Linked DNA regions of Sus scrofa: all the other regions are linked to region 2. A link is a contact called in public Hi-C and HiChIP or PLAC-seq data. All regions are on one chromosome and are shown on one strand. Each heading gives the region's core, a stretch centred on a gene start, on an enhancer-like site or on the middle of the called end of the contact. The rest is flanking DNA. Distances are from core to core; before and after follow the strand shown. Region 1 overlaps NEDD4 (E3 ubiquitin-protein ligase NEDD4). Region 2 overlaps PRTG (protogenin). Region 3 holds the start of RSL24D1 (probable ribosome biogenesis protein RLP24).

Region 1 (3,447 bases), core at 844-3,343, 270 kb after region 2:
ATTAAAAATACCATTTTTCAAAAGATTCAACAACAACACACTATAATCAACTATTTTAAGGATATTTCTGGGATAATTATTCCTTTCAGATTAATTATTTAATTAAATGTAAAATAAATATACAAGATACATGTAATTCAATTAGCAAACTATTAATGTTTCTACACAGTATCACTTAATTGCTTTCTTTTAGAAGACAAAACACTTGAATGGATTATAAACTAACAGCTGGTTTTTAAAAAGTTCTGTAAGTGGAATTAATAATTCTAAAACATAGATCAGAATTTGAAATATGATCTTTATTCATCCCCAATAAAGTAGTTATTAACATCTGGACATTGAGTAACAATGATTAGATTTATCAGATTTCAAAAGAGAGGAAACAAACCAGCAATTACTTAATATTTTATTTATCCAGAAGTTTAAAAAAAATCTTTAACATGGATATCAAGTGTTCTATAAACACAGATTAGGCAGACAAATTTTTTCCCCAAAAAAACTATTATGAACTGTCATCTAGAATTGGTTTAGTCAGAAACATTTTTTAAATTTCCTGAAATCTGGCAAGATCTTCCAAATACAGAAATTTAAAAAATCTTTTTAAGTTCAAAACACTTAAAATACTTTGGAAAGGCCAAACTACATAAAGAACAGTTTTGGTTAAGATTCACTTGAGTTAAATTACTGATATAATAATGCAAAATTACCAAAATAACAAATTTATAGGGTAACTAGAAAATTAAGGAAAATGCTTAGCAATTGAAACCAAATTCAAAAATATAAAATTTAGAATTTAATATGTTAAAGAATGAGTTACATTTTAGAAGGCACTCTTAACTGGTAGCTAAAGAAAAATAGGGTGGAAACAAAATTCCTGTGGCTAAGGGTATATACAAACACAAATGCCATTTATTTTTCCTCTGTTTTAAACATTCAGAACAACAGTTTTTATTGATGATCTAATAAATATATGTATTTTAAAGAAACATTTTCTCTGCACTCATTTCTAAGAAGATTTTCACATTTTATGTAAGCTTTTTATTTTTTGACATTTTAAGCAGCTTTCTATATTTTTTTTCCACAATGCTTAAGGAGAGGAAGAATACTAAATGAGCATTTGTAAAAGTAGGAATAAAATCCTGAGTTAGACATTTAAATATTATGCCACTTGAGGGAAAAACATACTGAGGTAAAATGTTATGAAATAATTTATTATTTAAAGCTTGTTTTTATGCTACAGAAATGTTTTATGGCTCATATCACTTTGGAAAGTTCTTTTTAAATGAATATTTTCTACACTGATAAAATAACAGCTAGAGAGAAAAACTACTGGGCATTTTTTCAGATTCACAAATGTAAAGTTCATGACTACAAAGTACTTGCTAGCTAAGGACTAAAAAATACATAAAAGTGCCAAGTTATAATAAACTTAACCAAATATTTCATAAAGTTATTACAGTATAAATTAGTATTTATCAAGACCAAAGGAAACTTACCTTACAAGAATGCTTTAAAGAATTAGATGGATCATTTGTGAAATCTCTGTTGCTGTCTCTTGTTAAATTATCAACTTTACCTTCATTTCCAGATGCAAACTTTATGAGCAATTGAGATGGTCCCCCCTTAGAACAATTGTGCTTAAGGCTGGATAAACAGGAAATATTTGGATAAGTTCCTCCCAATGAAATACTTCTTCGTAAAATAGCATGGTTTTTGTTTATCTGTAAGTTTGGTCTTTCCAACTGTCTGCTGATATTGATTTGACAATCTATATTTTGGGAGGATGGTAAATATGCAGATGTCCTATGCATACGCTTAATATACTCTGAATCAGAGTTAAGCTTAATTTCTGACATCCCTGGTTTACAGTCACCATTTGCTGTTTCACAATTTAATGTAGTTGCTTTCTGTTGGGTGAAATGCACTGAAACACAAGAATATCCTTCAGATGACTTTTCACAGGCGGTCTGATTTGGACTATTATTTGCAATAACAGTTTTCTTTTGTAATGAGCCCTTCCTGTGAAGGGGTCGTATGTCTCTTACTTCTCCAGGAGTAGAGGTTGTTTTAGACAACCGAAGTCCGTTGACAGCTGTTGAAAGAAATCCCTTAGCATTAGTGCCATCTTCATTGTGGGCAACTTCACTAGGAGAAATAACAAACTGGTGTGAGGTCTGATAGGATCCTTTGCTCAGAAAAGTACCTGTACTTGTAGGAGAAGTTGGTGGAGTATTTGAAGGACTCCTAGGAAAAATGACTAAGGATGAACAACGTTTTAGAGGAATTTTTGAGTTCCTGATCATTGGCAATTTCATGATCTCTAGTCCATGATCCAAGTCATCCTGGACAAAGGGAACTGTACTTGTACTTCTTGACAAAATTTCACATGGAGCAGTATTCCTGTTTGGCACACTTCTATTGGAGGTGCTGTCAGAAGACAAATTTCCACCAAAAAAGGTATCATCAGTTGGCGGAAAACCACAACCACTGCTGTCGCTGGTGATACTGTTGGTGTAGGAACCTCCACTGGTGATACTGGTGCATGACCCATAATCGCTACTGTTGCTGCTATAAGACCCATTCTCACTGGCTGAAAAGTTACTAAGGCTACCACTGCAAATGACAGAACTGCTTAAAAAGGTACCATCATCCACAGCACTCAGGTCGTTATCAACCACAGCACTGCCATCCTTCAAGACACAAGTAAATGAAGCATCATCACTGCCAGCTAAGACATGGCTAGACTGAAGACATCCACTGTACCTTGTTGGCTGGAGTGAAATCTGCAGACAGCTGCTCTTTTTATTAACATTTTCAGGTGAAGGAACAGATGATCTTTCCTGAGACTTAACGTTTTCCTTTATTAACGGAGCTAGTGCAGTTTGTCTGGGAGTCAGCTTCATTTGAACCACGTTAGAGGTTGAAATCCGTGTTGGTCTTGTGAAGCACATGTGAATACTGCTATCCAAATCATCTCCAGAGGTTTCTGACAAAGGGTAAGTATTGCTTCTTCTGGCTGCAAAGTGCAATCGTAAGCTTTGTGCCATTTGTTCTCATTTCCAAACATGTTAAGGGCTGAAAGTCATAACAAAGATCTCTGTCGGTAGACAGGCTAGAAGCAGCTGCACTGCATCGAAAGAAAAAATCATTTGTGGTGCCTAAAAGAGCTCGTAAGTAGTGGTCTTTATCCTGAGTAAAACCTTAGAGACCAGATATCGTAGAAAGAAAAAGACGGCCCATTCCCGAGACTGACGACTGACGTTTCCAAAATGTCTTGAATCGCTTGTAGTCAAAATGCCTTCACTTACAAAGCACTTGATTTCCAGCGACCTTTAAGCTGAGCTCAGCTGCAGCACACTGCCTCAAACACTGCCAACCTTGTTTCAATTATACCTTCTCCAATTTGCATGAATGAGTAACACAAGAACAACAATCTTCTAGCATTTC
Region 2 (3,926 bases), core at 293-2,792:
TGTGTGCGTGTACCGTACATGTGTGAATACATATTTACTACATGCATTTTTATATCCTAGGGTTTTCATTTAACATTGTGCCATGCACCCTGCCCTACATAAACCTTCTCTGCAATTTTATAATGATCTTATAAAAGAAGCATGTATTTTTTTTTATTTTTATAAGTAAGCATATACATATTTTTTTATCAAAGATATAAGCATATATATACAATGTTTTACTGTTTATGTAGGTATGGAAACAAAGCATTAAAAACACTTTCTTATGGGATATTTCAAATATAAGTACAGAGAAAATAACACAATGATTTCAGATTCAACAATTACAATTAGACTTTAAAAATCTAATGTAGAGTCTTTTTTTTCCTCTCAGAAATGTTTAAACCATTTATGGTAATTGTTCTGATAGATGATTTTGTTCTTATTTCTTAAATTAGAAACAGCACAATTATTTTTGCAAGTATTAATATATTTTTTATTCTCCTAATCATTATTTAAGATTTCTTGAATGTTAATAGGCAAGAAAATACTAAAAGTACGTAGAAACCTAAGTGCTGAAGCTCTAGACCTCAGATTAGCATCAAAATTATCACAGCAGCCCGACTAGCATCTACTTCTCTCCAAAAATAATCACTTACACTTACATATATTTTGTACTGAAAGGTCCCTTCTCTGATGGCATTACTGCTATGAAGGAGTTTTACTTGGGCACTGCTATTTCTTGTCGGGGGTGGGGTGGAGGTGTCTTTCCACTCTTGTTCTACCACAGCACAAAAGTATTTTTCCTACAAAAGGGATTCCCACCCTAGGAATTAGTCCTAATATTAAGAAAGAAGGTGTAATAGAAATTCTGTCAGGAAATAGTTCCTGCGCTGCGTTTGTGGATGGATTTTCACAGGAAAACTTAGTTTCCCTAAGGTGCTGCTTCTCATTTTTTCCAGAGGCAGGGCAGCCTTAGAATAGCTTCAGAAGCTTACAAGAGATTTCAGCAGTCACCTCCAGGTCAGAGCTGGCTACTCTAGTGCACTTGCTACAGTGTATTTCATCATGCAAGTTTGATCTTAGAGCTGAGGTCATGATTCAGAGGCCACCTCTGCAGGTCACATGGTGGGAGGTAGCCCAACCCAGTGGCAGCACAAGCAGCTGAACCCAGTTTGTTTTCTTGAGCTCTGGTTTCAACTTGGCCTGGAGAGGGTGTGAGCTACTTGAGTACACAACTGTTAAATAAACAACTGACCCCTATTTAGAATCAGAAAGAGTCTTTCCACTGTTACAAAAGCAACAATGTATTGCAACATGTTACAATTAGCTAGAAGGAAGGATATTTCAATTTCTTCACAAATAGACATATAAATAAACAGAGTTTCCATTTTATCACAGAGTACATTTCATTTTAGAAAGCACTTGGCAAAATCAATCACTACCTGAAATTAAAATTCTTGCACTTAATTTAAATATTACAAGCTGATGAGTATGTGGGTATGCCTGCTCCCTTGTCTCCCAGTCTTCCTTCAGACAAAAAAGGAAACTGTAACATTCCGGTTCTTCTCTGAGCACAGTTAAAGGAGCTTCCAAATATTAAAGCCATCTGACTGTCCCCATATTCTTCCAGCAAACTGTCTCAATTCCTGCTGGTATGATTATTTTGGTCTCTAGCCTTTTACATGTGTCTGAATCTTTAGCAGACTAGAAGTTTCACAGACCAGACAGTGTAATAAGCTCAGCCTTGGATCAATGCTGATCAAATCCTGGCATGTTACCAACTAAGTAATTTGCAACTTGGGGCATGTCACAGAACTTTACTTTCCTTATGAGAGCAATAATTCCCAACTCTTATTGAAACAGGCTGGGACCTGGGACACTCTGCTGCAGTGCTTGTACCTTGACAGAAGTCTCACCTCCTTGAGCAACAAAACACACACACACACACACAAAAAAGAAAACTATAAGGGACTAAAAATAACTGTGTGCATGCACAGTCTGGGGCAAATTATGAACTAAAAGATAAAAAAAAAAAAAAAAAAAAAAACCCAAAAACTCAACTGCCACTTTGGAGGCTTGGGAGGAAAAGCAAGGCACTATGCATGCGCCCTGCACACAGCACCCCTGAGGGAAGGCGGATCGCCTAAGCCAGCCCTTCAGCCCCATGCCAGGACCCATCCCTACCCTGACCCTATTTAAGAGAGCAGCTTGCCCCTCTTAGGGAGTGAGCAAGGGAGCCTGTTACTTGTTTTCACTCCCTTGTGCTGAGTCTTAATAAAGCCTTGCCTGAATTTGGCTGGCCTCTTATCAATTTCTATTGATTAAAGAGTCCAAGAACCCTGGTCAGTAACAATATAATTATTACAAGGATTAAATAAACTATCATGGGCAAGTGTCTGACACACACATATATATGCTCAATGAAAGTAAGTCTTCTTCCTTACTCCTGATCTCCCCTTCTTCCCTTTCTGGAAAACAGAACAATTTTTCACATTTTAACTGCTGAAGGTGGCTAGCATAATACTTTATACAAATAATTCTCAGTAAATATCAACTGAATTTATATTAAAATATGAGATGTGTGTTACAAAAGGAATGTTCAGTTAAAATATAAAAGCAAAGGGTGAGATTCAAGGTTGTGCAACAGGAGGGAACCTGGGACTATTTGTTGCAGTGGCTGCAATGCTTGCACCTGTACAAACATCTCTTTGAGCAACAACATACAAACGAAACTCTAAGGGACTAAAAATTATATGGGGCAGTTGGAGCAAATTATGGGCAAGAGGATACAAAAAACCTAAAAAGTCAATTGCCACTTCTGAAGAGTGCAGAGCAAAACCAGGGTGACAGAAGCAAAAGTAGAGTCTATGTCCTGCACACACCACCACCAAAGGGGTGGAAAGACCACCTAAGCCACCCCTCTTGCCCAACCCCTGGACCCATTCCTACAGTTGCTCCATATAAGGACCAGCCCCCACTGTGACCTCAGGGCACAAGCTAGCAAGGCAATCTGTTGTTTGTTTTCACTCCCCTGCTGCAGCAAGGGCCCCAATTAGAGCCTTGCCTGAATTTTCCTGTCTGGTGCTTATCAATTTCTATGGATTAAGAAGGCCAAGAGCCCTGGATTAAATGCCCGTGAGTGTAGTCTTACTCCTTTCTCTTTTCTGTCCATGCTAAGTGATTTTTTTTCTAGTTTCAGTTTTAAATATCATCTCCATCCACACTGATGACTTCTGTTATTCCACTAGTCCACACTACTCCATAAAATAAACCCTCCCAGTGCTTCCTCAACCTCTCTACCTGGACATCTCAAATTAAACATGTTCAAAACCAAATTTTTCTTTTCCCCACCAATTTTACTTTTCTTTTCTCACATCCCATATCAATCTGTGGCAAATCAAGTAGGCTATTCTTTCAAATTACGTTCTAAGAGCTTCTAATTATCTTATCTGTCCCATTAACTCTTATCTCCCATTAACTCTCACATGGACCTTGTGTATCAAACCATCTCCTAAGCTCTACTCTAACCTTCTTGTGGTCAACTTTTCAGGTAAGCCTTTTAGGAGGCTACCAGAGTAATCCTTTTAATTAAAAGTCCTCAATGTCTTCCATCAGTCTTAGAATAAAGTCTGTGGTCCACAAAATCTTCCTTCCCCTGGCTACCTCCCCACTTCATTTCCCACTTCTTACTCTTTCCTTCACTCTAGTCTTGCTGGCCATCTCAATGTTCCTCTAAAATGCCAAGTACACTTCTGTCTCAGGGCCCTTGTTCTTCCCCCAGATATCATATGGCTCTGCTCAAGTGTCAATTCTTCCAAAAGGACTTACCTCACTACCTCCATCACTTTATTCTTTCCCCTTCTGTGGCTTTCTTCATAGCACTTATGATACTACTGGAATATTTATATATTTGTTTTTTGTCTGCTACCTGAGATGTAAGCACC
Region 3 (3,769 bases), core at 244-2,743, 350 kb before region 2:
GAAGTGTAATTCTTTAGCATGTCAAAATCTTCTCATTAAATACAGATTCCTAGATCCTCTTCCCCTCCCCACAAAGATTCCAATTCAATAGTTATGGTAGAAATCAACATTCTACAACTCTCCAGTGATTCAGAATCAAATTTAAGAAACAGAGGAATGAGACTCATTCTGTTAAGAAAAGGCAGTCAGGTATCACTCCCGAAGTCTTTCACAATGTAGCCTCATACAAACAGGCCTCAACTTAACAAGGGTTCATCTTTCCCATGGTACAAACGCCATACACATTCAGTGGAAACCAGACTTCAAATTTTGATCTTTCCCCACTAGCAAAACCCAGTACAACTCTCTCCAGATGCCCAACAGCTAGTCAAAGCTCCCAGTCAGCCACAAGACTACGAGGGTGAATACACACAATCATTCTGTTTTTCAATTTCAGTACAGTATTTAATAAGTTACATGAGATATTCAACACTTTATTATAAAACAGGTTTTGTGTTAGATGATTTTGCCCTACTGTAGGCTAACGTACGTGTTCTGAGCACGTTTAAGGAAGGCCAGGTTAAACATGATATTCAGTAGGTTAGGTTTTCACGTTTGCAACCTAAAATGGGTACTGAGAAGCAACCCCATCGAAAGTCAAGAAACGTCTATATGTTTATATTTTATGTTTACACAGGTACCTTTTTTATAGATTTATATTTGTATTTAAAGCCCTATCCCTAGCCTCTATCACCACCTGCAATCCGTCACCGGCTTAAACAGAGACGTAACTGCTGCACTCTGTACCCTTGGTCAAACGGTCCGTTTTCCTCCCACCTAGAATGCCTTCTTTTCACGTTCTTAAGCAAAATTCAAGATTCAGGATAAATGTTACCTCCTTTCTATACCTTTTCACATACCAACTACTCCCCAACTCACCTCCAGTAGCTTCATAACACATTACTATTAAGCCATATGCAACATTTCTATCATAAGACCCTATGGCCGACCCGGGTCTTATTTATTTATATATAAAGGGGCCTCGACAATGACGCTTGACAGGGCATGCTTTCAACAAAGTTAAGACCTTGGCCCCTGTACAAGAGTGGGCAAAAAGACCGCCGGCTTCCCAGTCGGGGCTTGCTGGGATCGCTCCTGAGCCTCATCGCGGCCCGCTTCATTCAAGGACGGCCTAGTAACCAGCTGTGGTCGGGACGCAGACAAGAAACTCCCCAAGTGGGAGATCAAGGTCTGAGCCCCTAGCGAAACCACCCTCACGCGCGGAAACCCCGGGCCAAAGCCCGCAAGCGCAGAGAAACCCCAAGCCGAGAGGCCCGCGGGAGCGCAGTGCGGCGCGCGAGGCTCCTGGCCGCCTCACCTTGCAATCGTTACGGACGAACATCATGCCATGGCCTGGGTAGATAGGCCCCGAACAGAAATAACACTTCTCAATCCTCATGCTGAACGCGCGTGGGAACCCGCCCGGCAAACGCCGAGGTTGAAGGAAGTGACGTAGCCCCGTCACAGGAAGTGACTCCCTTTTCAGGTCTCCACCCGGAAGTGGCAATGGTCCTTCGCTCTTGCCGGCCCCCGGAAAGTGATCCGAATGTGACTGCGCCTCCTCGCGGCTGCGCCCGCAAAAGCGCTGCCTTTTGGCGCAGGCGCAGGAGACAGAGTCTGAGCGGCTGACCTCTCTGGGAAGGTGTGGCGTAGTTCTGTGCAGACGTCTGAACTGGCTCGTTTAGTGTTTAGTTTTTGGACTTACCGGGTCGTATAATGTCACCTTTTACTCATGTAATTTTGTCTCCGGTTCGTGCTTTCGCCAGACGGCTCTCCACACTTGTCTAGAAATCCCTTTGTCCACGGCCGGCGCGAGCCCCGACCCTTATTCCGGTCCCAAGCGGACTTGCCTAGTGTCCGCGGCGGGCACTTGCAGCCGCCGCTGCAACCGAAGCAATTGACCAGGCTCAAAGGACCTCACCAGCAATGTTTTAAAGACTCATAGCTGTGTTCACCACCCTAACTCCCCACCGCCTTTTAATATATATATAGATATAGAGAGAGATAGATACAGATATTAAAAAAAAAAAAAATTCCACAGGAAACGAAGGTTCTCTCCCCAGACCTCTAGTCTTTTCCAGTAGCAATCACTTCCTTTTATCACCTAGCAGAGGTTTTATGTGCATAGACAAACATGTTCTTTTGTGTGTGCGTATCTCCACTCCCTCTTCTTTATAACTTTAATGAGCATCATGTTCACTGTCTTCTTCATCTTGCTGTAATCTGCCTCCCTTCAATGGAGTGTGAGCTCGATGACCCCAGGGACTTTTGTCCTTTTGTTTATCACTATTCTTCCCAATCCTATTAACAGTTCCTGGCATATAATTAAGCATTCAGTACACGTTTTGTTATCAATGAATACTAAACATTGTTTTCCATAGTTACATATATGCAACTGCAGGAGAGTGTAATTTTAAATGGTTACCTATGGAAGGATATTTGTTTCCTATTTTTTGACCTAATAAGCATCCTTATTTTCAAGAGTTTATCTGTATACAGCTGCTGGGCCTCTGTGCACTTTTAAAATTTGGTAAATAAGATTAAATGCCTTCCAAAACATTATACCAATTAACACTTAACAACAATGAATAAGAACGATAATTAATCAAGTTTTTGTCAAAGGTGATCTTCGCCAATCTGATGTTAAATATTTTTTCATTACTAACTTGCATTTATTTATGAATGGGCCTAGGAGTCTTCACAAATGTGTGAAAATTTTTCCTCCACAAATTGCCTGTTTGTGTCCTTTACAGTTTTCTACTATGTTGCTGACTTCTTTAATGACTGCACCCTCTGCATATGGAATTTCCCAGACCAAGGATTGAATCCAAACTGAAACTGCAGCAATGCTGAATCCTTTAACCCACTGCACTGGGCTGGGGTGAAACCCATGCCTCCACAGCCACCAGAGCCACTGAAGTCAGGTTCTTAACCCACTGACTTTCCACAGCGGAAACTCCTGTGTTGTTGATTTTTAACAGCGTTTTTCATAGTAAATTTAGAGCATTGCCGACATTTATACATTATTTTTCCAATTTATCAATACTATATTGCTTACTGTGTTTTTCCATGCATAAATGTTTTATTTATATGTGTCCGAACTTAACTAATCTTTTCTTCTATGGTTTTGCATTTGGTATTTTGCTTGAAACTGCATTTTCCTCTTGAAAACTGCTTTCCAAAGATTCTTCTCTATTATTTTTATAGTATCATTTTCCACATTTGAATTCTCAGCTAACCTGAAATCTGCTTACGTATAAATAATAACATAGGATTCCAATGGGGGATTTTTTTCCAATACCATGGTTTGACTAAGACATCACTTCCCCAACTAATTCAAAATATCACTTATCTACAGGTCTACCTCCGGATTCTGCTTTGCTCAACTGTTTATTATTATTATTATTATTATTACTCAAATGAATTTATCACATTTGTAGTTATGTAATGATCATAACAATCCAGTTTCACAGGATTTCCATCCCATAACCCAAGCATATCCCCCCACCCCCCAAACTGTCTCCTCCGGAGATGTTAAGTTTTTCAATGTCTGTGAGTCAGCATCTGTTCTGCAAAGAAGTTCAGTCTGTCCTTTTTTCAAATTCCTCATATCAGTGAAAGTATTTGATGTTGGTGTCTCATTGTATGGCTGACTTGTTCAATTGTTTTAACTATATATGCGCCAGTTCCAAAATACTTAAATTATGGTAGTATTTAAAATAATTGGGTT

What was found. Hi-C and Micro-C count contacts between places; a contact is called where the count stands out from the background. HiChIP or PLAC-seq counts read pairs in DNA pulled down with a chosen protein or histone mark.
Region 1: a contact with region 2 is called in an H3K27ac HiChIP or PLAC-seq map of skeletal muscle. The contact joins two enhancer-like sites. A contact is called at or near these places in 3 of 47 Hi-C or Micro-C datasets (embryonic fibroblasts and skeletal muscle) and 1 of 2 datasets of contacts at active chromatin or transcription factors (skeletal muscle).
Region 3: a Hi-C map of skeletal muscle shows a contact between it and region 2, with 3 times the contacts expected there. The contact joins the promoter of RSL24D1 here to the enhancer-like site in region 2. A contact is called at or near these places in 13 of 47 Hi-C or Micro-C datasets (embryonic fibroblasts, epiblast stem cells, fetal liver and 7 more) and 1 of 2 datasets of contacts at active chromatin or transcription factors (skeletal muscle).

What each region holds. Positions count from the first base shown.
Region 1 is chr1:115,992,282-115,995,728 of Sscrofa11.1, reverse strand. All of the region lies in intron 5 of NEDD4 (E3 ubiquitin-protein ligase NEDD4), which reads right to left. Among named protein-coding and RNA genes, the nearest start is that of NEDD4, 52 kb to the right of the region's middle. Within about 2 kb of position 2,093, at least 1 of the 83 cell types and tissues checked has an H3K27ac peak or open chromatin away from gene starts, as enhancers often do. A contact at or near this core is called in skeletal muscle, where this site is marked.
Region 2 is chr1:116,257,152-116,261,077 of Sscrofa11.1, reverse strand. All of the region lies in intron 14 of PRTG (protogenin), which reads right to left. Among named protein-coding and RNA genes, the nearest start is that of PYGO1, 34 kb to the left of the region's middle. Within about 2 kb of position 1,542, at least 11 of the 83 cell types and tissues checked have an H3K27ac peak or open chromatin away from gene starts, as enhancers often do. A contact at or near this core is called in embryonic fibroblasts, fetal liver, fetal skeletal muscle and 1 more, where this site is marked.
Region 3 is chr1:116,610,059-116,613,827 of Sscrofa11.1, reverse strand. It overlaps RSL24D1 (probable ribosome biogenesis protein RLP24), which reads right to left and starts at 1,493. Exons shown (of 6, transcript XM_003480359.4): 1 at 1,358-1,493. The coding sequence starts at 1,438.